Linked DNA regions of Mus musculus: all the other regions are linked to region 1. A link is a contact called in public Hi-C and promoter capture Hi-C data. All regions are on one chromosome and are shown on one strand. The core of a region is the stretch at or near the end of the contact, and the rest is flanking DNA. Distances in the headings are between cores, read along the strand shown.

Region 1 (3,493 bases), core at 322-2,821:
TGGCCTGATGGTGACAAATCTGATTCCATGAGGGGTAACTTCCTATCTGAAGCACAGGCAAATAATCTTCAACTGAGCTGTGTCTACCCTGGAACAGCTCCAAAGAATAAGAATCTTGCATTATCTAGTAAAATACCAGATTCCGTCCTCTTTCAACTCTTCCCCCTTGCAGGCATTTTTTTTCTGCAGATCCCTGTGCCATGCACAGGAACTATCTGCTCAGCAAAAAATACCCAAGACTGCTGGGAACAGAGGAACATTTCAGCCAAAGTCTACCTGAGGGGTCTTAGCTGAACACGCTGAATTTAAGATAAAATCTTCACTAACCTCTAAAGACATCCATTTAAATACTTTCCACCTTCTTTCCCATGCCCCGGTAACACTGAATTGAGACTCTCTGAACATTCTGTCAAAATAGTCATTTAGCCAGGCAGTGAACACCTTTAATCTTAGCGCTCAGGAGGCAGAGGCAGGCAGCTCTCTGTCAATTTGAGGCCAGCCTCTGCCTGTTCAGTGCTGGGACTAAAAGCATGAGCCGGTACATCCAGTTTTTTTAGAAATTTTAATCTAAATCAAAGGCGCAGGTATTAAGTTTGTGAAAATGAATTGATGTGTGAAACTTTCTGCATGTAGTACCAAATGCTGGGCAACACAAACAACCGTGTATGATATCTAAGATCCATTTCTGCTTTAGACTCAACCTTTGGCTTTTGATTGAGAACTCAGTAATAAATGTCAAGGGGACACTCAGACTTTACTGGATTTCATCCCAGTTTCCCTCTCCACACTTTTCTTGTCTCACTGGGAATCCCGAATCTCTTTGGAGATTGGAGACTTAAGCTGCCTACCGAGAACTTTTCTAGCTCTCGAGTTAACAATGCTCACTTTTGCCTCAACCGGACGTCCCAGCCGGATGGAGGAAAAATGGAAGAGGAAAGGGAAAAAGTTGTTGGGTCTGGCCCGGTTCAGAGCGCATGCGCATCCCCGCCAGGTCCTCACTGGCTGGGGGTGGGGGTGGGGGTGTTGGAGTGGTTGGGGGGGTGGGGGAAAACAAGTCAGCGACGCTCTAAAGACTGGGGTCTCTGGTCACTACTCCGGGGTAAGGCGTCCAGAACTTCCGGCGCCGAAAGAGTGCGCAGCAAATTCCCTAGGAAATAAAGCTAACAAGGAAGGAAGAGGAGCCAAAAGGACGGGGTGGGGGTGGGGGGGTGCGGAGCTTGTTGCCTAGGTAACACCCCTCCTCCCTCCCTTATCTCCGCCCTTCGGGCCTGTGGAGCGAGTAGGCTCAGAAGTACAAGAGAACTTGGTGGGGCCTTGCTCGCTTCCCCCCCACCACCCAAGCTCCGGAGGCTGCTAGTACGCATGCGTGAGAGCATGGTGCGGGGCTGCGCGCGCACCCCTGAGGAGCACGCATCACCCCTTGGGCGGCTCCCGCCCGGAGTGGGACAGCTGGGCGCGCGCGCGCGCGCGCGTGATTGACAAGGGCGCGGTTTTCCCGTCCGGTAAGTTTTGATTGGACAGAGTAAAATAAAGGGGTGGGAACCTCCACGGAGGCCGCTCAACGATTGGCTGGGAGCTGGAGGAGCGTGGTCCCGGGGCGGCCGGTGGGGTGGTCTGCTTCGGCGCACGCGAGGCTTTGGTGGTGGCCGCGGTTCTTGTTAAGTGAGCGAGCCCGGGGGAACACTCATCACTGGGTTGGCAAGACTCAGGAATCCCAAATTCCCGAGGAGGCGTGGCGGCGGGGTGCCGGCCGGTCGGTGAGTGCGATCCCGGGAGTCCCAGCGCCCCGCCCCTCCCTTTCTTCCGGGGCCGCGCCGCGCCCCCCTGGATCCTGGGCCGTGGGGTTCTCTGTGCCAGCGGTCCCCTCTCGCCTGCTGCACAGGTCCTGCCTCCAAACCCACAGAGGCGGAACTGAGAGGCCCTCAGGACGATCTTCTCATCAGCGCTTCGTACAGACCATGGCCGAACCGCTGAAGGAGGAGGACGGCGAAGATGGCTCTGGGGAGCCCCCTGGGAGGGTGAAGGCAGAACCCGTTCACACCGCTGCCTCTGTGGTGGCCAAGAACCTGGCCCTGCTCAAAGCCCGCTCCTTCGACGTGACCTTTGACGTGGGGGACGAGTACGAGATCATCGAGACCATAGGCAATGGGGCCTACGGGGTGGTGTCTTCGGCGCGCCGCCGCCTCACGGGTGAGCTGGCTTCCTGAGGCTCAGCATGTGTGGACTGCTTTCCAGAGGCGGTGAGGAACCCGCACGGTCCCAGGAGGATCAGCTGCGCCGGGGATTCTGGTTCCACTCACGCTTACGGACTAGGTGCCAGCTCCCCGTTAGGTACCCTTCTCAGGAACCCCTGCTTCTCCCAGTCAGCCTACTTTCTCCTTAGGAAAAGGATATTCCCTGTAAGCCAGAATAGAGAGATGCTCTTTGGTGTCCAAAAGAGATATGTTCTAGAGCCAGAGATTGGCACGATGGAGTGGTGGAAGAATGGGGAGGATCTGGGATGGACTGACTATGTGAGGAGGGAGGGAGGGAGGATCAGTTAGTACAGTCACAACCACTGCTAACTAGCCGCGCCTCCTCTCTATGTGAGCTATTAGCAGCCGTTTCACGAGGCAGTTGCGAAATTAAAATTTGATATATGTTACACACAGGGCCCTGCACACAGTAGGTACTTACTGCTATCTGGGCTCCAGAAGAGCAGTGCTGGAAGGGACCTGCAGCTAACTTGAAGGTACTCTCTGGTATATGCCCTTTTCCTGCTCCCCAGGCCAGCAGGTGGCCATCAAGAAGATACCTAATGCTTTTGATGTGGTGACCAATGCCAAACGGACCCTCAGGGAGCTGAAGATCCTCAAACACTTCAAACACGACAATATCATCGCCATCAAGGACATCCTGAAGCCTACTGTGCCCTATGGAGAATTCAGATCTGTGTAAGGAGTGGGCCAGGAGGAGGAGACACAGTCGGGATCAGCTTAGAAGCCCAGGTTCAGTAATACTGAAGTTCTGGCAGGGCGGTTGAACCCAGAGTGATGCGGGCTGTGAGTCCAGGACATTGGTAGGGACAGTTCTTATCTCTCAAGAGGGCAAGGGCTGGGGATGTCGATCACTGGTAGGCTGATGAGCATCTTTGAGGTTTTAGGTTGACTCTCCTGTACAAAAGGGGAAAAGAATCAAGAGGATTTACCTCTTTATGGTCATGCCACCTTTGGTTATATCATAAGTTCAAGGCTAGTCTAGACCCTGTTCCAAAAGACAAAACAAAAAACCAAAACAGCAATAGAGGAGAGGGAGAGAGGACAGACAGACAGGACAGATCCAAATTGTAAGACAACGGACACAATACATTGTAGTGTCACACAGCAGTGTCCTCATGGCAGACAACTAATTATTCACAGAATACCTCCTTAAAAATAGAGTCTTCAACATAGCTTTTTCAGTAGCTGTTGGCAAACTGTAGAGTTTGCTCTAAAATTAACCATACTGGCCAATC
Region 2 (3,493 bases), core at 509-3,008, 790 kb after region 1:
TTCTGCCCTTCTGTTTTGGCTTTTTTGTCCGCATCCTTTCCCAGGGAATAAACCACCCCTTCAATGAAGAATTGTCCGCCATGCCCTGGTACCAAGGAGGTAGGGATCCAAATTAAACTAGTAGGAGATGCACATCCTACAGGCAATTTGTAATTTGTGGTCTGAGCTGGATTTAAACCCAATACCCACTGGTCACCCTGGACTACAAGTCCAAACTCAAGAATCTGGGGCTCACTATTCTCTAGAGATCTCCTAACACCCCCTGTGGCAATCAAACTCGTTCCCCAAGATGACCTATCTCCTATCATTGCTTCCCACTCAAATCGGGCCTCACCCTCCTCAACTCCTACCCACTGTAGCATCATCAGTCAGGGGAAGCCATGCTTCAGAGACTCATCACAACTGTGGAGGTCCCCACTACACACCCCATTCACTGGCTAAAACCCACTCTCTTCTTGTTTCATGGGGCACACCCTCACGGTGAGCCAAAAAGAGGCTCCCATCTGAGAAGCCTCTCCTGGCAGCTCTTTAGTTATGGTGTCTGTAAAGCCTGGCACCCCCTGATCATTGCTGAGATCGCAACAAGAAAAAACTGAGCCATGGCAGGGTCTCCCCCTGAAAGTGCCTCCTAAGAGAAGTCCAGGGTCCCTAAGTTCTACTCAGGACAGTAGCAGCTGCTTCAAAACTCCTACTCCACTGCTATCACACAGCAAGGCAAGGAAAGATAAGCGGCCCTCTCCCTACTGAACCTCAGTTTTTTTTTTTTTGTTTGTTTGTTTGTTTTTTAACGTGTGTAATGGAAATGAGAAATCGAATCCTCAACAGCAAGATGCACACAGGCTCTGGGATAAAAGTAACATCTAATCAGAGCCCCACCAGTACAGATAAGAGTTAGGCTTGTGGGGCTCTATACTGGTCAGTGCAGACTAGGTGGGAGCTGAGGCCTTTCCCGGGTCTCTTCTGTATCTCGTCTCTCCAACTTTAGTAAGGTCAGGAACTGGCCGGGTCGCAAGGACATCCAGAATCCACAAGGGGGAAACTGGCCTCATTTCATGGCGGGGGAAACTGAGGCACTAAGGTTTGAAATGCAGTTGAGCATACAGACCAGCACATCCCTTGAACTAGGGACCCCAAGGTAGGGCAGAGCCTGGTGAGAAAAGTGGAGGCGCAGGGATTTCCCAGCCCCCCCACCCCCCACTTTTCCCTCTCTCGCCCGCCTAAGAGTTAAAGAAAACAAAACCTGGCCCTGAATGTCCCTCAGCCGAGCCGGGCTACACACCAAAAATGAAAGAAAAGAGGCCAAGAGCGAAAGGCAGATAGGTCGGAGGACCCCACTGAGCCCAAGGGACACCGGGAGAGATATCAGGGGTTCAGAGACCAGGAGCCCGAAAGCGCACGGCACGGCGCGGGGCGCAGCCCGACACCCCAACCAGGCACACCCGAGCAGCGCGGCGCTCGCAGGGCAGAGGCGGCCCGATGTGGCCCGCCTGAGCCGCCGGCGCCCCCGCCGCCGCACCTTGTGGAAGGCGAAGAGCTCCTGCTTAAGCTTCTCGCGCTGCGGGTCGGCGCCCTGCCGCCGGAACCGAAACTTCATCATCTTGCGCCCGCCTCCGCCACCGCCGCGGGATGCGCCCGGCCCCGCCGGTCCTGAGGCGCGGGGCGGGGCCTGCACGGAGGCGCGGGACGCCACGGACGCCCGCCCGACCCACGACGTGAGCGTGCCCGCCGTGCCGTGCCGCCCCTTGCTCGCCAGACAATGGGCGAGGACGGGGCCCCCGGGCTCGCCGGGCTCGCCGGGGGGGGGGGGCAGTCACGCATGCGCAATGGTGCGGGGCCTGCTGGGACTTGTAGTCCGAAGGTGGGTCCCAACCGTGGGAAGCTGGGCTGTGGTTTGCTAAAGGTTGTTTTCCACTCACGACTGAGCTAACAACATTCTAATAATTCCAGGGACAATTCTCTAGCCCCTCCCGGTCCCACTTCCCCCATCTTTGCCGTTGTTATCTAGTTTGTGTGGCCAGTTTTCACGGATCACTACTTTGCCTATTCCTCCGGTGTGTATTCCACACCACGCTTTTTGTCTCAACTATTATCGAAGAACCCCTCTCTAGGAGCCCGCGATGGTTGTGCATAACTTTAATTCTGGCAATCAGGTGGCAAGCAGAGGCAGGCAGATCTCTCTGAGTTCCAGGCCAGTCAAAAGCTACATTGTAAAACTATGTCTCAAAAAAAAAAAAGAAAATCTCAATTCCTTGAGAGTTATTATTCATGACCCAACACAAAGAACTTCGGTTTGCACCGGCTCAGAAGATCCTTGAGAGGGACGCGAGGCAAAGAAAAGGGGCGGAGGGCTGCAGGAGGTGGCAGGCACGTAGGGCTGAACAGGAGCGGGCTGGATACAGCTTCTCCCCTTGTTTCCCCCATCCCTACAGGGAACTCCGAGAACAAAGCTGCGCCCCGCCCCCGCTTTCTTCCTGTCCCACCCACCTCCCGAGACTTTTCTCTTCTGGACAATGGCCTCTAGGCTGAACCTTTTCCTGCTAGCTGAGGGACTCAGTGTTGGGAGAGATCCCAGGAGTTTAAGCGGGCCAAGCCCCTGTCCTCCCATCTTTGTCAAGAGAGGAGGCGTTGACCCTTAACCCTCAGGCAGCTGCACTGCAGCAACAGGGACCTAGCTACCTCCAAACTGCCCACGACCAGCGTTGCTCAACCCGCCCTGGGAGTTGGGGCTCAGGACTCACAGCTCTTTCCCGAGCTGTAGCTAAAGTGGTTGGCTAGACAGCAAAGGGCCCCTCCTGATCTCAACACGCTTAATGATTTTAAGAGCTCACTGAGAGAGGCACAGATACCACACAATTTTAAAGTGATATCACCCCAGATGCACAGAGGAAGAAACAGTGGCAGCCAACACAGACCAAGATCAGCCCCACACAAGTCATGATCAGAAGCAACTCAGAGGCCTAGGCTACAGTCCTTGTGCTACCCCATGTTGGATTTCAACCTTGCAAATGCTCAGGACATGCTCTACCTCAGCACCAGCTTTCTCTACCCTCATCTCTGCAGTAAAAGTTTATTAGGTTACCCAAGTAACCAATCCCCAGAAATTTTACACTGCAGTCACAAAAACAAAACAAACAAACAAAAAACCCCAAACACCAGACAACAAAACAGCAACAAATAACTTCTGTTGTTTGATAGCCAATAAGAATGACTTTTACCGGGCAGTGGTGGCATACGCCTTTAATCCCAGCACTTGGGAGGCAGAAGCAGGCAGATTTCTGAGTTCGAGGTCAGCCTGGCCTCCAGAGTGAGTTCCAGGACAGCCAAGGCTACACAGAGAAACCCTGTCTCAAAAAACAAAACAACAACAAAAAAGAATGACTTTTAAGGGGCTAGAGAGATGGCTCAGTGGTTAAGAGCACTGACTGCTCTTCCAGAGGTCTTGAGTTCAGATCCCAGCAACCACATGGTGGCTCATGAGATCAGATGTCCTCTT
Region 3 (3,493 bases), core at 537-3,036, 790 kb before region 1:
AAACTCACGAAAAGAGGAAGAAAAACAGCACAGAAGAATGACAAGAGGAATCTGGAACGTGTTCAAGAGAATGAGAGTAAAACTGAGGTAAAGTGACTAAGGAGTTAACCATGTAACGAAATGGACAGAAGAATGACCCCAAAAGACAGGGGTGAAAAGAATGGATCTTCAGAAGACATTCGAGGACGGAGAGGTGGACAGAGGGTCCTGAATCACATCTCTTGCCACAGGAGGATGAGACGCTGGCTTAGATCACTTCCAGCCCTGCAGCCTCTGACAGGGGGTTTGTGTTTTCTCACAGGTACAGGGAGAAGTCACTCAGCTGTCAAACAAGAAAGCACTACTACAATCTGATTTACATTTTCAAACCATCACTCAGGTTGCTACACGGAGAAAGGACTGCGGTTGGGGCAAGAGAACAGGACCTGTGTGAGGAAAACTGGGGGAAAAGAGGGAATGGAAAAAGAGGGCAGGCGATTTGAGAAGTGTTCTGGATTTGATGGCAACTGTGTTTACTGCTGTAACTGGGAATTATCAACAACACACTTTAAGAACAATTATGATTATTTTCTGTTTTTTTTTTTTTTTTTCTCCTCTTTTTTGAGACAGGGTTTCTCTGTGTAACAGAATCCTGGCTGTCCTGGACTTGCTTTGTAGAGCAAGCTGGTTTCAAACACAGGGGTCCGCCTGAGGAACCACTATGATTTTTTAGGCTTAATTTTTTAGGTGATAGAGAGAACACTGTTAAAGCCATATTTGGGGGGAAGGAATTTAAGAAAAAGTGCTTAGTCCCGGGCATGCTAAATCTGAGAGATAGCTGTGGCCTTGCAATAGAGACAGCATGTCAATGACACACTGCAGTCTGAACACAAATCTGGACGTTGTTGGCATTAAGTCGATATTGAACCCGTAGGAAGAGATGAAATAAACCTGGAGGGGGGAAAAAAAGGATGTGGAGAAACAGATTTAGACGCAAACCAATAGGCATAAACGATACTAAATTGCATTTTCGGGGCGTCATTCATAGTCTATGAACAAAATGTCATTCGGCTTGGAGGTTAGCTGATTAAAGCCACCCTCGCAAAACATCCTCAATCAATACGTTTGGACAAAATAAATAAATAAATAAAGGAAATGTGAGGGTCTCCACCTGCACTCACAACTGCAGCGATTCTGCTGCAGGATTCGCTCTGGACCAGTCTGGATGGATCCCAACCTTCCACCCAGGGCCAATCCATCCAGGCCTCGGGAAACCGGAGCAGAGAGCGCGCGCGCCCGGTCGAGCCCCTCACCTTGGCTTGCTTCAGCAGCTGGATGATCTCGGCCTCCGCCTCGTCTGACGCGTCCTCTCCCGGCTGCTCGGCCGTCGCCGCGGGTCGCGAGAACCAGGCGAGAGCTGCGAGAAGCGGCTCAGAGGTCACCGGGACCGGCCCGTGCCCGCGTCCCCGCCCCCGCCGGGCCGGCCCCGCCCGGAGCGCACCGCTCACCTGCCAACAGCGGCAGCACCCCGTGCCCCCGCGCCGGCGCGCCTCGGGTCCGCAGCCGCTCCGCGCCCGTCCCCGCGTCGCCCGTCCGCTCCGGCAGCAGGCGCGCCGTACAACCCCCACACCGCCGGCCCGCGGCCCGCAGCAGGGTTCGACCCAGACGCCAGCGAAGCAACCGGAACATGCCGACGGGTCCTCCCTCAGAGATCCACTAAGCCACGGCTGGCCCGGGACGCCCCGCCAGTCCGCATGCGCGATGACGCATGCTGACGTCACGCCGTCTCGTCCCGCCCCGCCCCGCCCCCGGCCTGCAGGGCGCGTGAAGTTCGCAGCGCCCGGGAGGAGAGAAGACGGGCGGCGTGCCATGGCGGTCGCGCTCCCGGAGGTGGTGGAAGAGCTCCTGAGCGAGATGGCCGCCGCTGTGCGAGACAGCGCGAGAAGTACGGCCTGCGGGCTTTTATTCTTACCCCGCATGGTTATGTCCCTGAAGCCTGGGCCCCTTAAATCGCTTAACTAAATAGAGGGATTTGAGTGACTAGACGTCAGATCCCTGAGTGCGAGCCGGTGTGCGGGAACCCCGGTACTTAAAGAGAGCCACTGGGTACATCCAAGGAGTGGGCGAGGGCTGGGATGCGGAATGGCAGATGCGTAGACAATTTCGAGTTACTCAGAATCTTTATCCACAATCCGTGATGCAAAGTTTAAAAATAATACCCTTGTTTACTACTTTGTTTAGTAAATAGATTTTACTAAAAAACATTCAGGGAGGCAAAACCTTTAAAAAAAAATCGGGAAGTTGAAAATTACTTCTTCCCTCTGGCCTGTAGAGGTCGCCCTATGCCTGTCTCCAACAAAATGACCGACCAAGGATGATCTTTGCTTACTCACCAGAGTAGGAGGATCTACCAAAAGGGGAAAACTAGTAATGAGGATCTACTATGCAGCTCGGCTGGTAAAGAGGCTTGCCTGGCATGTAGAGAGCTGCCGTGGATTCCCCACCACCGCACAAGACTGGGCACATGGCTGTAGTCTCCGCACTTGGGAAGTGGAGACAAAAAAAAAAAAAAAAAAAAAAAAAAGAAAGAAAGAAAAAGGGAAAGTTTAAGGTCAACCTCAGCTACATAATGCTAGGCCAGACTGGGCTGCTGGAGACTTTATCTCAAAAAACTGGAGGTGGGGTGGGGGGTGCTTTTGAAGTGTAGACTAATTAAAGCACTCTCCCCAAAAATAGCCTCTCTAAATGATAGCCAAATTAGAGCACAAAACTCCTATTGTTCATTGATTGTGCTCTGTGAACTGGTTTGAGTTACTGCTTCAATGGGACTAGAAAAGTAAACGAATAGTCTCATTTTGGTCTTTTACGTAAAAGATTCAGCCAACCAGGTATTCAAACATGCTTTGACTTCAAAGAAGTTGTGGGGTGTTAGTCTGTTGTGAGGTCTTGCTTCCAGGATTTGACCACAGATGTTCTGAGATGCTGGAACGAGATGAGTTTTACAGAACAGGGCTGTTGGTTAATCCATATGCCAGTAACTGAAGGGGCCCCCTTACACAGGAGCAGACTCTCAATTCCTGTTTATTTTTCAGTAGAGCAGTTTTCAGTATTGGGTCTGGGTATTCCTTTCTAATCCCCAATCTTCCTTGGTAACCGTGCAGAATATAAGTCCAGGTTGCATGTATATGATTTTGACCATATAGAAGCTATGATTTCCTTTCCTGGGTAACTTGGTTCCCCTGAATTATAACCATCTCGGCTTTCTAAGCTTGTTTAGTTTTCTACATATGTATTTTTACTTGAACTTGAAATTTTATGCCACTATCACAGGTCTCCACTCAAAATGTTAAGGTAAAAAAGACATTTTATCAGTTACATTTTCATAAAGGAATCTGCGAAGAGCCTGCCGACTTCCCTAGTATGGACTGGCTGCTGTCCGGTTGGGCTGCTGCTGTCTTCCTTCAGTGTTAACTGGGAATTCTCTTTTCCCAGTTTGGGTCTTGTGTTAGCACAT
Region 4 (3,493 bases), core at 654-3,153, 720 kb after region 1:
CTACTGATGCTCCCTTTCATATCCATATCCAGGTAGTCCAGGTTCTCTTGGGGGTCAAAACTGCGTGCCTCTGTTGCCTCCACCCCCGTGTACTCTTCATCGCCAAGTTCCTGCTCCATCTTGATCAATACAGACTCCACACTGGACTTGTAAGAGCCAACGCTAATTAACACTTTAGGAATGGGGCATTCTTCTACAGGCTTGGGAGGCAGCCTGTCCTGACTGGGCTGAGAGGGTACATTCTCTTGCTTTTCCATCCTGTCATCCACCTCTACAAAATCTTCAAAGAGGAAATTCGTTATGGGCTGTTGTTTTCGAAGCACTCTGTCAATCTGACTGGTCAGGAGGTAGCACAGGTCTCCTCTGAACATGTGTTCAATGTGGCTAAGCTGGGCCAGGGTCTGAGTGAAATACTCAGTGTCACAGAGTTCCTCCAAGGTCTTCAACTTCTTGTCAAAACACTTGGTGGACTTTGCTTTGATGAGTTTGGGGGTGTAAGCCGGTCTGCAGGTATAAAGGTCTGCATTAGCGGACTCCTCAGGATTAGAGGTAGTGGATACCTGGTCAGCCTGATCCTGGGTATGCTCTGTATCACCAGGCTGCAAGTCAGGGATCTTCGTCTTCTGACGAGGGTATGAGCGGATCTGCCTCAGCAAATCTTGATGTTCGATGATGGACTTCTCCACATTGGCCAGTTCATTGGCTTTCTCAATCGCCTGAGAAGAATAAAAACCCTTGTCGTTGGCTTTCTTCTGGATCTCGGTTTCTGTGTGTAGCACTGTCCTTGTGTAATCCAAGTCTTTCAGCTTTTTTTCAAGTTCCCCAGCGAATGCCTTCCTGTTGCCCATCTTCAAGCACTCAGATGCTTTGGAAAATTCGGCCGAGAGCTCTTGGAACTGCTGCATGATTTTATGCTGGTCTGCGGAGATATAAGCCATACAAAAGGGCCTCACAAAGCCCCTGGCCTCCAGGTCGTACAAGGTGAGGTGGTGCACATATGCAAAGGCCCCTTCCTTAGAGTCTCCCAGTACCACTTTAGAGTCTTCCACAAAGTTCAACTTGGGGTAGGCAGAACCGGGAGGATGGCCTACGAATGAAGCCTGGTAATCCACCGACATAATCCGCAAAGAGAAGTAATTAAGATCAAAAGTGCCAAAAACTTTGGTGTCATTGGGGATGGTAAGCAAGGGCTGGGGTCCCACCTGCTCAGAGAACTCGGAAATGAGGATGAAGTCCCTGGAGAACTTGGCCCCAGACAGTTTAGACCAGGGGTTTGCCCCCTGGCTGGCATAAGGAAAGAGAGGGACTGAGTACTCCTCAGGCAAAGCGGGCTCATTGTAAGGTTCTTCCTCGTATTCATCTTCCTTGGTGAAGGCCACCACATCAGGGGCGCTGATCATATTTCCTGAAATATGGCAAGCACATTGAGAGGAAATGGAAAATAATGTAGGGTTGGTCGGAGGGAGAGTCAGGCCTCTGGATGCGAAAACGAAGTTCTTGCGGCCTTCTTTGCACTTCCGGGGATCCTAAACTGCCCTGTCACACAACGAAGAACTCGAATTGCCGCAGACTCTCAAGGTTTGGGACCTGTGATGCCCTGGGCAAGCCTCATGAACTCCAAAGCTGCAGGTCCAGATGACGGAGGCTGGCCATTCTCCAGCGTTTGCCCGGGCCGGCGCAAGGTTCCTGAAGCTAGGTCACCAGCACTCCCCGGAACCTACCGGCGACATCAACAGTCCCAGCTCTGATCGTGTCATTAATCCTCGCCACGGGCTACCGCAGAATCAGTCAAATGAGTCTCCCCACGACCTAAGGGCAGAAACTGTCGCCGCTCCTAGGACCGTACTGTCCCAGGGAAGCTACCGCGGCACCGCCATCTTGGTATCACATGACTCCCCAGCATCAGCGTCGCGTGACCCGGAAACGCCCACACAGACTTCCAAGTTAGTGGCGCCTTTTAAGAGGCCCTGCCAATCAGATCTTCCAGAGGACAAGTCCCGTTAACTACCCATTGTCATAAAGAAAAGGAAAGTAGAATACAGTGGGGTGGAAGGGAGGAGGAGAAACGGTGTTGGAGGAACGTGCACAGGGCATGAGGCATTCTGGGAGTTGTAGTTCAAGGCTGCTTAGTGGCGCAGTGGGCGGAAGTTGTCTGTGAGCGCGAGTTTAAGCGAGACTCGGACGTGTGGGTTTCTGATCGAGGCGGCAGTTGCCTGGAAAAACTGCATTTATTAAGGTGGCTCTCACAGTTCCTCGTGGCTTTTCCTCTGGGTTCTCCAGCATGCACGGGCACCCGTGGAGTTGCTGCTGGAGCAGGACCTAGGGAATGATCTTCCCGGTCACCCTCTTAGCGTTTCAGTGGCACCGACGGCCTGGAGGCCGTGCCCTGTCCCGCGCTGCCATGGAAGTGGCCTTCCGAGGAGTGCGAAAAGTTCTCTGCGTGGCGGAGAAAAACGACGCTGCCAAGGGGATCGCCGACTTGCTGTCCAACGGGCGTATGAGGCGGGTAAGAAGCACTTGGGTTCTGCTTCCCTGAGGAACGCCCACAAAGTCCGACAGCGCGTTGGGTACCGGGAGCCCGGGCGAAAGCGACTCCGCCTATTTTGCGAGAGGCCCCTCCCGGCCGCCCTCACTTCTCGGTTTCTCCCTAGCCTTCAGGCTTTTTGTAAATGTAAAACCTTTTCACGCTTTTGATAGACCTTTGCTCGCCGGATCTGTCTGCTCGGCTCACATACCAGTGGAGCATTGCTCTCCCTTCTTTGGGTCTGGAGTGTGAGAACACGTGTATTTTAAAACTCTTCCTTGGTCAATCACAAGTTCAGTAGTATTGGAAAGCGGTAACCAACTCCTTTATCTTGGCGTTCAAGCCTTACTTATGGAATCCTGTCCCTGCCTTCTGCAGACCCTGTGACTAGGGTGGTGGCACCCTAGGGGTAACACTTAGGTTTAGGAACTAGAGAAGTCAATTACTACTCCTATAGACTGATTCTAAGATACACGAAAGATAGGATTGTCTCCTGACAAAACGGAGGTGAGAAGGGTAAAACCCCAAGGACTGTTGCGTTATCATTCAGCTGGAGGCCCTTCCTAGGAGCTGTTCCCTTTTCTTTGCAAACAGTTGGATCTCCAGACCTCTGCCTCCAGTTTTAAAATACCCGGAAGGGGGAGCCAAGGTTAGGTGGGCGCTGGCCCCTAACTACTTCACCTCTTAAAAATGTCTTTGAGTAATAATTTTTTCTTTTCTGTTTTGGAGACAGGGGTCTCACGATGTAGCCCTGGCTGTCCTGGAACTTGCTAAGTAGATCAGGCTGGCCTTGAACAATGGAGATCTGTTTGCCTCTGTCTTCTAAGTACTGGGGTTACAGACTGACATTCAGCCTAACTACTGCTTAGATCTCTCTCTCTTTTATTTTTTAATGTCTATGGGTGTTTTCCCTACATGTATGCCTGTGTATCAGACACATGCCCACCGAGGCCAGAAAGGGTATCAGAT
Region 5 (3,493 bases), core at 341-2,840, 680 kb after region 1:
CAGAATCAGCCAGAGAATGAGAACATATTGTCAAAGTTACACTTTACCTGTATGTATACGAAGGTGCTAAATCCCCTGGAACTGGAGTACGGATTGTTGTGAGCTGCCATGTGAGTGTTGGGAATTGAACCCAGGTCCTCTGGAAGAGCAGCAGTGCTCTTAACTGCTGAGCCATCTCTCCAGCCCTGTGGGGTTTTGTTTTTATTTTTATTATTTAAATCTATTTTTTTTTAAATTAGGGGCTGGAGAGATGGCTCAGTGGGTAAGAGCACTGCTGCTCTTGCAGAGGGCCAAGGTTCTGTTCTCTGAACCCTTGTGGTGGTTCACAGCCAACTATAACTCCAGTTCTAGGGGATTTAACACCCTTTTGCCTGCCTCTGCCTTCTGAGGGCTGGGACTAAAGGCTGCACTACTACCTCCTGACTCTAAAATGATTTTTTAAATCTTATCATTTTAAATTAATTTTGTTACTAAACAATGTATTTTTATATTTTTATGCACACATGGCAATAATATATATTTAAAAATTTATTTTATTTATATATGCAAGTGTTTGTCTGCATGTATGTGTGTACCACATGCATGCATTGGCCACAGAGGTCAGAAGTGTGCATCAGAGCCCCTGGAACTGAAGGTATAAATGGTTGTGAGCCACCCATGTGGGTACTGGGAATTGAACTCAGGACCTCGGCAAAAGCAACAAATGCTCTTAACCACTGATCCATCTCTCTAGCCCCATGGCAATATGATTTGCTTCATTCGTTTTTACTAGCGTGTGTAACACAAACAACGCAAACTCTTGTTTAGGCTAAGCAGGCTCTCTAACACCGAGCCACACAGCCAGCCTCATTTTAATATTTGAGACAGCCAGCTAGCCTGAATCTTGGTATTTAGTCAGGTTGCCCTCTGTCTCAAGATCCCTCTGCCAAAGCCTGTAGAGTTCTGGTCATGCCAGCTGGGTTTTTGTTTGTCTTGTTTGTTTTTTTGTTTACTTATTTATTTGAGATAGGGATTACTGTGGGCTGACACCAGGACCCGCGGTGGTGGCGCACGCCTTTAATCCAGCACTTGGGAGGCAGAGGCAGGTGGATTTCTGAGTTCGAGGCCAGCCTGGTCTACAGAGCGAGTTCCAGGACAGCCAGGGCTAGACAGAAAAACCCTGTCTCAAAAAACCAAAAAAAAAAAAAAAAAAAAAGATCTATTTATGTCAGGCATGGTAGCACATACTTTTAATCCTAGAACTCTGGAGGCAGATCCCCTGGACACTTGTGCATTAGTTACTGGAAACTGAACCCGAACCAGGCTCGATCCCCAATCCTATCCAGGTCTTCTGGATCACAAAACACTCCTACAATCAGCAATACTGCCCAAAAGTCCCAGGTCCCAAGGTAAGGAACCGCCCAGTCCCCTCCTCCTTCCCACCCCCTCCAGTTCAGAGCTCTTTTTTTTTTTTTTTTTTTCCGTCAGGCTTTGCCCTGCTCTGAGCGCGGGCGAATCGCGCGTGGGCAGCTGGGGGCGGGCTCTACCTGGATGCTCCCACTGATTGGGCCGCTGTAGGGGCGGGGCGGGACCAGGCTGCGCTGGGGAGAGTTTAGTGGAGCTCCGGCCTCTGCGCGCCAAGTTTGGGTTTCCCCCGGACGTGGTGTGTCACGTGGTGGGGAGGCTGGTTCCCGGAGCACGTGCTGGGCTGTTAGGACAGCCCGCTGCGGGGTTCCGGCTGGAGGTGTTGCTGTGGTCACTTTCCGCGCGCTCTCCAGGAATTCGGCGATCCACTTGCCTCTGCCTCCCTAGTGCTGGGATTAAAGGCGTGCGCCACCACAACGCGTTTAGTCCCTTTCATAAAGACCGGAGGAACAGACGTTTACGGCCAGCTCCCGAAACCAAGTGAACTGGAGGCCACCCTGCACCAAGGGTTGGAACCTTTTCACAAAATCCACGCTCCTAATACAAGGTATGTAATTTCTAATCTTTGCGATTGTTTCTTTTTGTTTTGTTTGAGGTGTGAGTGTCACACATGCTGTCCTCGAACTTGATGTGTAGCCAAGGATGACCTTGAACTTCTAATGGTTCTGCCTCCACCTCACCAGTAAGAGCTATCGCTCTCGGTTCATGTGGTGCTGGGATGGAACCCCTTGGTTTATACATGTTAACGAAGCTTCCGAGGTTTGTCTGTAATCACTGCTTTTGATTTACTAGTACAACCCTGATTATCTGCAGTGCGTTACTCTATCTAGGGGACAGGTTGGCTTGTAGCGTTCTTAGCCCAGTGCCTCTATTTCAAGGTCTGGAAGTTAGGTGACCTTTGGTTAGCTGAAGCAAGCACAAATGTGTTTAATTGAGCCAGGCAGTTGCTGGACCAGAAACACCAGTTTAGGCTCCGTACAGAATACATTTAAAATTTCTTCCTTGAGGGGAAATTGAATGGAGGTGAGTAATTGTGTTACCCAGGATTCTGGGAAGCACCAAAAGTAAACAGGAGTTCACATTCTGCCTCTGTTATATGACCTTAGTTAAAGCCACTCCAAGGCCTTTGAGAGCCTCCTCTCTTTATAAAGCAGGGCACAGAGAGACTCGCACTGTTCCTGTCCCCATTACAGCCTAACACGTGGGTATGGACTTTGGCAGACCTATAGACAGTAATAAGGAAATGCTGTATGTTTTCCCCAAAGTTAGCTCAAAAACGACAGTTCAGCAGCCAGGGCTCTGCAGAGAGACCCTGTCTTGGAAAACAAAATAATCAAAAGTCTATAGTGTGAAGATCTTCTTCCTAAGTAAGCCCTAAGTAAGCCAGGAGTGGTGGTGGCACACGCAGGAAGATCTCTGTGAATTCAAGGCCAGCCTGGTCTACATAGAAAAACCCTCTCTAAAAACATAAAACTAATGCCCTGGCCTGGGTATTGTGGTGTATGGCCTTTAATCCCACCCAGCAGACAAAGAGGTAGAAGTAGGCAGAGTTCAGTGCCAGCATGGTCTACATAGTGATTCCAGGATAGTTCTATATGGAGACCTTGTTGTTGTTGTTGAAAACTATTAAATACCTGACTGAGGCTAGGCCTGGGAAAGCAGCTTGGTTGGTAGAAAGCTTGCCTGGAATGCAGGGAGCTGGGTTCAGTCCAGCATCCCATGAAACTAAATGTGCTGAGGCGTGCCTATAAGCTGAGGACTCCTGAAGTGGGTGGGCCAGAACTTTCAGGCTCTTCTCTGCTATGCCAGTTCTGTGCCTGCCTGGGCTACATGAAACCTTGTCTTTAAAATCAATCAATCAATCAATCAATCAATCAATCAAGTATACACTAAGCTTCTTGAGCTCCTTGAAGAATTCTGAGCTAGCAAGATGGCTTCTTGAGTTAGGGGACTCACAGACAAGCCTAATGGACTGACTTTACCCCTAGGAACTTCCTTCTGTGTGTTGTAACACGTGTACCTACACCTGTACACAGTAAACAAATGGGATTTTTTTTTTAAGAATTTGAACTTTTTTTGTAGTTCAGAG
Region 6 (3,493 bases), core at 577-3,076, 660 kb after region 1:
TACCAGCATCCCCCCCAAGTGCCTGGCACTAGGGTTTGAGGAGGAACCTGGGCCTCCATACTAAGCGGGTGCACAGGACTTGTAACAATCTTTCAATAATTTCTCTTACAATGACCAACTCAAAGGCAATCTTGGTTCCCTGGATGAGCATGGCTTTTGCATAGAGGAATGTATCTAAAAGCCTGCCTCCCCTCATTAATTTGCTGCAGCTAAGCTTCCAGGACTCTTCCGAAATGTAGAGATACTACTACTGACTTCATACTCTGCTGTGATGAGGAAAGTGGGTATCTACAATAGACAGATAGTGGTGGGTACTCCAGTTAGTTTCCCTTCCTGCACTTCTAAAACAAGTAGGTCTTGATGCCTAATTCAAACCTTATCACTAAGGGGTCCCTTGCCACCTGCTACTTCTCTAAAGCTTTCCACTACCCCTACAGGGTTACAAGACTGAAAAGTCTTTACAGGCAATTCCACTAAAAGTAGTAAGTACGGGGCTGGAGAGATGTCTCATTAGTTAAGAGCACTGACTGCTCTTCCGAAGGTCCTGAGTTCAATTCCCAGCAACCACATGGTGGCTCACAACCATCCGTAATGTGATCTGATGCCCTCTTCTGGTGTATCTAAAGACAGCTACAGTGGGGCCAAGGGCTTCCAAGGCTGTGGGTTATGGGAAGCTCTAAGGACAGAGGGCCAATGAAGGCTGTGGATATGCACAGTGGAGACTCTTTTAGTTACTGTATTGACATTGCCTGCACTGTGTATTGCTCAGACAGGATGTGCTGGGCACTAAAGATCATGCTGCCCTGGCACCCAAGTGTTAAGGTCAGCCCTTCAACCCTCTGCTTGACCATGTGAGCATCCTGGATCCCAAACATGAGATCCTGCCCACCACCACCATCTCAGAACAAAAAGGTGGGAAGCCAGAGCCAACTAACATGTCCCAGTCAGTGCCTACAGGGTCTTAGCAGCTGTGTCTGGAGGCTGGCTGTTGTCCTGTAAAGACATTTAATAAAATATCGCATAAAAAGGAAAAATAACAAAAGTAAATACCCACCTGAGAGCTAGTGCAAGTGTTTGTGTGGAAAGGCGTATGTATTAACTCTCAAATCACTATACTAAAGGCTAATGAACTGAGAGTAATGTATGAGTACCATGTGTTGAGTACATGTAGCCACTAGCTAAGCCCTTGCAAGCAAAAACTTATTTACTCTTCACTACTGCCATATTTCTAAAGTTTTAACTGAAGAAACGGTCGCTGAATGTTTAAGGCATCCACCCACAGTTGCACCTGCTAACCGGCACAGTTAGGGTTGGAAGTGTCTAATCTAAGAAAGCTGTTCTCATGGATGTTCCAAAGTCAGAATCTTGCTCGCCCTTTCCGAAAACCCAGATCTCCTAACCATCCCCGGGCAGGAGTGCCACTGGGGTCATGCCACAGTAGCTATGCACACGCGACCTTGCGCGCTCTAGGCTCCAGACCCTGAAACGCACACACAGAGACCAGGTGATCTCCGCGATGAGCGTGCCGGGGCGGAGTGCCTGAACCCTGCTTCCTTCACTGTGGGGCGCCGCGGGGAACCGGAAGCTATCAGGATCCACAGCCTCCCCAGAACGTGCTCAGCCTCACTCAGTCACTTAAAGCAGATGTACCCCGCGCCTCCGCTTTAGACAGGACACCGTCCTCATTTCCACTCACCAAGAGGTTGCAACATCCCTAGCCTTTACCTAAAGGACGGAGAGATCATGGTCAATCAACTTCATGCTCCCGCCTCGGAATTGACGAAATGCAGCTTGGTTCCGTCCAATCACAATACTCGGGAAGCACATGCGCTCTGAAGATGCGCCCAACAGAGGTAGAGTTTAGCCTTTGCGGTCTAAATGACGTCAGTCTGCTTAAGTCCTATACCGTAAATCTTCCGGAGGAAAATTCTAAGTAGTGGTTTGGGTTCCATCGGTTTTCAGAAAAAACTGAACTTGCTCTGCAAAGCTGAGTTTGATGGCATATGGCTGTTATCCGAGTACTTGAGAAATGAAGGGAGGCAGCTCAGGAATACAAGGTCCCCTTTGGGCTAGGCTGCATGACACTGCTTCAAAAAGCAAAAATAAATGCTACAGTTGCCAAGATTATTATAAACGGCGATGTGATGTTGTTACAAAGATGGGGAGAGGGGGCTCGGTTTTTGTTTTTGTTTTTTAAGGAGGTTAGAAACAGACCTACACATAAGTAGTCACTTTTCCTTCCAACAAGGAGCCACATTTAACACAACTAGGAACGTACTATTCTAGTATTACTATTATATATATATATATATATATATATATATATATATATATATGTATATATATATATTACATACATACATTATATACATACATACATATATACATAAATACATATGTGTACATATATACATATATATACATACATATATGTCACTATTACATGTAATATTAATACTATTAATAGTGCTAAGTCTAGGAACTTTCTTTATTCTTTTTCTTTCTTTCTTTCTCCCCCTCACCCCGCCTCTTTTTGGGTTTTTGAGACCAGTGCTTTCTTTATGTAGCCTTGGCTGTCTTGGAACTCGTTCTTTACACCAGGCTGACCTCGAACTCACAGAGATCTGCCAGCCTCTGCCTTCCAAGTGCTGTGAGTTCAAGACTAGCCTGGTCTACATCGCGAGTTTCAGGACACCCAGGACTACAGAGAGAGACCTTGTCTCAAGATAATAATTATAACAACAACGTCAACAACACAAGAGAGTGTATAAGCAATACAATTTGTAATACATATAGCTGGAAATAAATTTTATTTCAAAAGATACAAAGTTTGCAGAAAAAATTATTATCTTAGTTTTTCAAGACAGGGTCTCTCTGTGTAGTCCCAGTTGTCCTGGAATTTACCCTGTAGACCAGGCTGGCCTCAGAGATCTGCCTGCCTCTGCCTTCTGAGTGATGGGATTAAGGGCATGAGCCACTATTGCTCAGCAAATTTATTGTATGTTCATTATTGACTGTTTATTGTAGATGAGAGGAGCTTGCATAAAGATATTTCATGCAAGTTTATAATGTACTTTGGGCATACTCTCCTCCATTCTCTCTAGCCTCCTCTTTCCACCCCCACTTAAGTGTAAGGAGTCACACAGACACACACCCTTCTCTGTGTAAGCTGAAGCCAAGTAGAGAGTTGAGTCGGAATTCCATCCCTCACTGACAAGACCACTTCCCACGTGTGAAAAGAGGCCATGCAGAGAGCAATAACTAAACACTCTTTCCCCTCCCAGTGTCAATGGAGACTTATTAGAAGTCTGGACTTCCATTTGTACCAAATAGTAACAAAGAGTTCCTCTAGGTGTCAGTGAAGGACAAGTGGAATTTACAGACTTCCACATCCATCTGCCAATAGCAAAAAGGCATAAGATTATCCTGCCAAAGTATTGTCCAAGGAAGCCAGCTTAAATGGAAAATGGAAATAGGATTCAGACTCTTAAGG
Region 7 (3,493 bases), core at 671-3,170, 620 kb after region 1:
GAACAGTTAAACTCAGAAAAGAAAGCATTTGATTAGAGGCTTGTTTGCACTTTCAGAGGGTGAATTCATGACCATTATGGTGGGGAGTATGGCTGCAGACAGGCAGGTGTTGGAGTAGTCACCAAGAGCTTATATTTTGAAACAATCACCAGGCAGAAAGAAGAACAGGGCCTGGCATGGGCTTTTGAAACCTCAAACCCATTCCCGGTGACTCACCTTCAACAATAAAAGCCAGACCTCCTCATTCTTCCTAAACAGTACAATTGGGAATCAAACATTTAAATATATGCGCCTATGGGGACCGTTATTAAAACCACCGCAGACTATGACCTGAAGTGTAGGCCAAATAAATCCTCTTCTCCCTTAAGTGGCTTGTGTATTTTTATCACAGCAACAAGAAATAAATCTAAGACAGGGACATAGATCCCCGGTGGGATCCACCATGTCTCTGACTTGGCACCAGAACACTAGATCCTTGAGGACTCCCAGTAAAGGCAGACCCTCCTGGCTAGCTGCTTCCCAGCTTAAATGTGGGCTTGGCAGTCCCTGGTCAGTACACATTGTTTTTTGCTCATACTGCAGTAGGGCTGAGAAAAGGGTTCAGACATCCCCTAGGCAGTGGCTATAGGGTAATGGGAAAGAGAACACGCCCCTGCACCTTTTTTGTTTTGTTTTGTTTTGTTTGTTTGTTTGAGACAGGGTTTCTCTGTAGCCGTGGCTGTCCTGGAACTCACTCTGTAGACCAGGCTGGCCTCGAACTCAGAAATCCACCTGCCTCTGCCTCCCAAGTGCTGGGATTAAAGGCGTGCGCCACCACTGCCCGTCACCCCTGCACTTTTATCAGGTTCCTAAAGAGCTGAGAGCTTTCTCACAGATGTTCCTGGGTAGTAGAGTGTAGTTAAGGAAGGGGGAAATGGGAGAGAAAACATAGATTTTTACCTCCTGGCTGAGTCACAGGGACCACCTACATAAGTTCCTAGGTTCTTGTGTCTCAGGACAAAGAATTGTATCAGAGATGCATAGTTAGCAATAGAGGCAATTTACTTAAAAAAAAAAAATTTACAAAGACACTCAGGTAGGGAATGGGCTAGTGATCTGGAAGAATGCATAACCTGAAGTCCTTAGCCATTACCTGCCTTCTCCAGGCCAAGTTTTTCTCTTGCATGCTGTTTGTTATTGAGTAATCCAGGCAAGGAAGGGATCCCAGGCACTATCAACTGGCATTGATTGATTGATTGATTGTGTCTGGGTGTTTTGTGCACTACACGTGTGCTGTGGTCGTAAGGCCAGAAGAGGGCGTCAGACGTTACTGCAATAGCTGACTGTTGTTAGCTACCACGTGCCAGAAACTGATCCACAGTCCCCTGAAAGAGCCGTTAGTGCTCTTAAGTACTGAACAATCTCCGCAGCCCCCTCATACCTTATTCTTGACGTCTCTCTACACATCCCTATTCTTTTGCCACACTTGCATGTGTTACGAGTTTGGCAATCGGAGGCGGAGTTGCATATTCAATTTGAAAACCAGGAACTTTATAGAAACCAGACAAGCATAAAACCTGACTGGGAGGAAAAGGCGTTTTAGGGCAAGCACATCTACAGACCTTCAAAATCTCTGGATTTGTCAGCCGGGCAAGTTCCGGTCAGGAGAGGGGGGCAGTTGACGCCGCGGAGGCAGAGGTAACCTTCGGACTGAAGGTGCACGAGTTCTGGTCTGCAGATGGGAAAGGAGAAAGGTTAAGCTGCTCAAGTCATTGTAAAGTGTGAGAACTGGGGGACTCAGGCCCCCAGCGGCCGAAGCCACGGTGAAGGGCAACAGGGCCGAGGCCAAGGGTTGGGCCTCTCAGGCTGTGAGGGCGGGATCGTCGCGCGAAGCGCTCTGGGAGTGGTAGGCGCTTTCTTTCCGCTCTCCTTCAGCCACTCGTTCTGGGAGCCCAAGGACGTCCAGGCGGTGGGCGCAGCGACTCGCACTTTGCGACTTGAAGACTCTTTCCTAAGGCGGATCCCACCCCCTCGCCCTCTTGCGCGCGGCAGCTTACAGCAGGCTTCCGGCGTGAGGTATTGTGGGCAGTGTAGTCCTTCTCGCAACCTCCCACCTCGTCCGCGCGGCTCACGGGACTACGTTTCCCTTCGGCTCCCGCGCGCCCTGAGCCGCGTCGGCTCCAGCCCCCGACGAACCGAGAGTCTCCAAGATGGCCGCGTGGGGAAGGAGGCGTCTGGGTCCGGGCGGCGGCGGCTCCCGAGAGAGGTAAGCTGGGCTCGCGACCGCGGGCGAAGGTCGACCGCAGAGCCGGCGAAGCCTCTGTGCCACGCGCGACTCCGGATCGTGTGCCCGCCACGCGCGGGGCCCAGTCCGCGGGGGCTTAGGTGTGGGAGGAGCGGGGCGGCGCGACGGCCAGGAGCGAGGGGAGCGCGACTCGGAGGGGCGGCGACCCGCAGCCGGGTGGGCGGTGAGCCAGGGTGAGTAGCTGCGAGGGCCGCCACGCTGTCCTACCGAGCGTCCTGTGGGCTCCGGGCCGCTGGCTCGCGCACGTGGCCCGCTCGGCCTGGGCGCCCGGTGTGGCGTGGATGGGCTCCGGGGAGAGGAGGAGGGTAGAGGCTCGCGGCGCCGTGTGCTTTATAGGGGCGTTTGCTGAGAGCGGCAGCGTGCCGGGCGCGCCTCCAAGAGCCTGAGCCTGGCCGCCTTGTGAGCGAGCAATCGTCGCCACTTTTTGAGGGTTCTCTTCGAGCACTTCTGCCCTAAGTCCTTTGTAGTGACCTTTCCTACTGAATGCGTTTGGGGGCGCTAGGGGTTTTGTTTCTTCCAGTGATTTCCGGATGACAAGAGTAGTTGACGTGTTTCGGGTTGAACTTGTAGCCTTTTCCTTCTGGGAATTATTTTTAGCTAATAGGTTACTAGAAGCTGTTCAACGATAAGAAGTTTGGGGAGGTGGGTGTATATCGGTGGCGCTACTGGATTAACCTGCCCAGTCGGTCTTGCTAAGTCCTCCGCATTTTACTGTGGATGTCAGAAAAAGGAAAAGAAAAAAAAAAAAAGCAAAGTTTGACTTTTTCCCCTCCGTTTCCAATGAGTACTGTCAACCATAAAAGTTGTGTCTCAACTAATCTGCGTTGTTCCTTTTTGACTGACGCATCCCATGTTTCTTGCTATTGCATACGACAGCTTTTCCATCCCACACTAGTCTTCCTGCTTGGCAGAAGTGGTAGCCAGTTTTACTCCTGAGTTCGGTTATGCTAAATAATCCGTTCTGCGTTTACTGTGACATGGAAAAGCAGTGGCGAGGAGTGTTTGTTTGTTTGTTTGTTTGTTTGTTTTTTCCCTAACTCCCACTTATTTCTTAGATAAGAACAGCCAGAGAGGTTATCTTGTTTTCCGAGTCCTTAAATCCCTAAGGATGCTTTCAGGATTTTAATTTCAGCCCAACAGAAGGGAAGAACTTTCCTAATATTTCTGTTTGCTTGTTTTTAGAGCCACGTGTGTAGAGTCATTAGAGTT

The links. Promoter capture Hi-C pulls out the DNA fragments that hold promoters and counts their contacts. A called contact is a pair of places that touch in the nucleus more often than the background predicts. Capture Hi-C pulls out chosen DNA fragments and counts their contacts.
Region 2: a contact with region 1 is called in a Hi-C map of B cells, with 13 read pairs. The contact joins the promoter of Llgl1 here to the promoter of Mapk7 in region 1. A contact is called at or near these places in 1 of 39 promoter capture datasets (pre-B cells), 2 of 484 Hi-C or Micro-C datasets (B cells and embryonic stem cells), 6 of 115 datasets of contacts at active chromatin or transcription factors (the 230-238 cell line, bone marrow-derived macrophages, embryonic hindbrain and 3 more) and 2 of 9 other capture datasets (adipose tissue and liver).
Region 3: a promoter capture Hi-C map of liver shows a contact between it and region 1, with 2.4 times the contacts expected there. The contact joins the promoter of Zswim7 here to the promoter of Mapk7 in region 1. A contact is called at or near these places in 1 of 39 promoter capture datasets (liver), 1 of 484 Hi-C or Micro-C datasets (CD4 T cells) and 1 of 9 other capture datasets (adipose tissue).
Region 4: a Hi-C map of CD8 T cells shows a contact between it and region 1, with 4 times the contacts expected there. The contact joins the promoter of Smcr8 here to the promoter of Mapk7 in region 1. A contact is called at or near these places in 4 of 39 promoter capture datasets (the C10 cell line, hippocampal neurons, neutrophils and 1 more), 2 of 484 Hi-C or Micro-C datasets (CD8 T cells and embryonic stem cells), 5 of 115 datasets of contacts at active chromatin or transcription factors (bone marrow-derived macrophages, embryonic forebrain, embryonic hindbrain and 2 more) and 2 of 9 other capture datasets (adipose tissue and liver).
Region 5: a promoter capture Hi-C map of adipose tissue shows a contact between it and region 1. The contact joins the promoter of Shmt1 here to the promoter of Mapk7 in region 1. A contact is called at or near these places in 2 of 39 promoter capture datasets (embryonic stem cells and pre-B cells), 1 of 115 datasets of contacts at active chromatin or transcription factors (embryonic hindbrain) and 2 of 9 other capture datasets (adipose tissue and pancreatic islet).
Region 6: a contact with region 1 is called in a promoter capture Hi-C map of pre-B cells, with 3 times the contacts expected there. The contact joins the promoter of Dhrs7b here to the promoter of Mapk7 in region 1. A contact is called at or near these places in 5 of 39 promoter capture datasets (the C10 cell line, hippocampal neurons, liver and 2 more), 1 of 484 Hi-C or Micro-C datasets (pre-B cells), 4 of 115 datasets of contacts at active chromatin or transcription factors (astrocytes, craniofacial prominence, embryonic stem cells and 1 more) and 2 of 9 other capture datasets (adipose tissue and liver).
Region 7: a promoter capture Hi-C map of pre-B cells shows a contact between it and region 1, with 3 times the contacts expected there. The contact joins the promoter of Tmem11 here to the promoter of Mapk7 in region 1. A contact is called at or near these places in 7 of 39 promoter capture datasets (the 3T3-L1 cell line, 3T3-L1-derived adipocytes, the C10 cell line and 3 more), 3 of 484 Hi-C or Micro-C datasets (CD4 T cells, Th1 cells and embryonic stem cells), 10 of 115 datasets of contacts at active chromatin or transcription factors (bone marrow-derived dendritic cells, bone marrow-derived macrophages, cardiomyocytes and 7 more) and 2 of 9 other capture datasets (adipose tissue and liver).

The regions. Positions count from the first base shown.
Region 1 is chr11:61,492,344-61,495,836 of GRCm38.p6, reverse strand. Mapk7 (mitogen-activated protein kinase 7) reads left to right here and starts at 1,571. Exons shown (of 7, transcript NM_011841.2): 1 at 1,571-1,757; 2 at 1,883-2,190; 3 at 2,768-2,933. The coding sequence starts at 1,959.
Region 2 is chr11:60,697,965-60,701,457 of GRCm38.p6, reverse strand. It overlaps Llgl1 (LLGL1 scribble cell polarity complex component), which reads right to left and starts at 1,758. Exons shown (of 21, transcript NM_001159404.2): 1 at 1,517-1,758. The coding sequence starts at 1,597.
Region 3 is chr11:62,279,688-62,283,180 of GRCm38.p6, reverse strand. It overlaps Zswim7 (zinc finger SWIM-type containing 7), which reads left to right and starts at 1,786. Exons shown (of 5, transcript NM_027198.1): 1 at 1,786-1,924. The coding sequence starts at 1,849. It overlaps Ttc19 (tetratricopeptide repeat domain 19), which reads right to left and starts at 1,708. Exons shown (of 10, transcript NM_028360.2): 1 at 1,488-1,708; 2 at 1,293-1,396. The coding sequence starts at 1,668.
Region 4 is chr11:60,775,935-60,779,427 of GRCm38.p6, reverse strand. Smcr8 (Smith-Magenis syndrome chromosome region, candidate 8 homolog (human)) reads right to left here and starts at 1,903. Exons shown (of 2, transcript NM_001085440.1): 1 at 1-1,903. The coding sequence starts at 1,400. It overlaps Top3a (topoisomerase (DNA) III alpha), which reads left to right and starts at 2,063. Exons shown (of 19, transcript NM_009410.3): 1 at 2,063-2,506. The coding sequence starts at 2,327.
Region 5 is chr11:60,809,362-60,812,854 of GRCm38.p6, reverse strand. Shmt1 (serine hydroxymethyltransferase 1 (soluble)) reads left to right here and starts at 1,590. Exons shown (of 12, transcript NM_009171.2): 1 at 1,590-1,951.
Region 6 is chr11:60,828,964-60,832,456 of GRCm38.p6, reverse strand. It overlaps Dhrs7b (dehydrogenase/reductase (SDR family) member 7B), which reads right to left and starts at 1,826. Exons shown (of 7, transcript NM_145428.2): 1 at 1,726-1,826. The coding sequence starts at 1,745.
Region 7 is chr11:60,877,465-60,880,957 of GRCm38.p6, reverse strand. It overlaps Tmem11 (transmembrane protein 11), which reads left to right and starts at 1,920. Exons shown (of 2, transcript NM_173453.3): 1 at 1,920-2,245. The coding sequence starts at 2,190.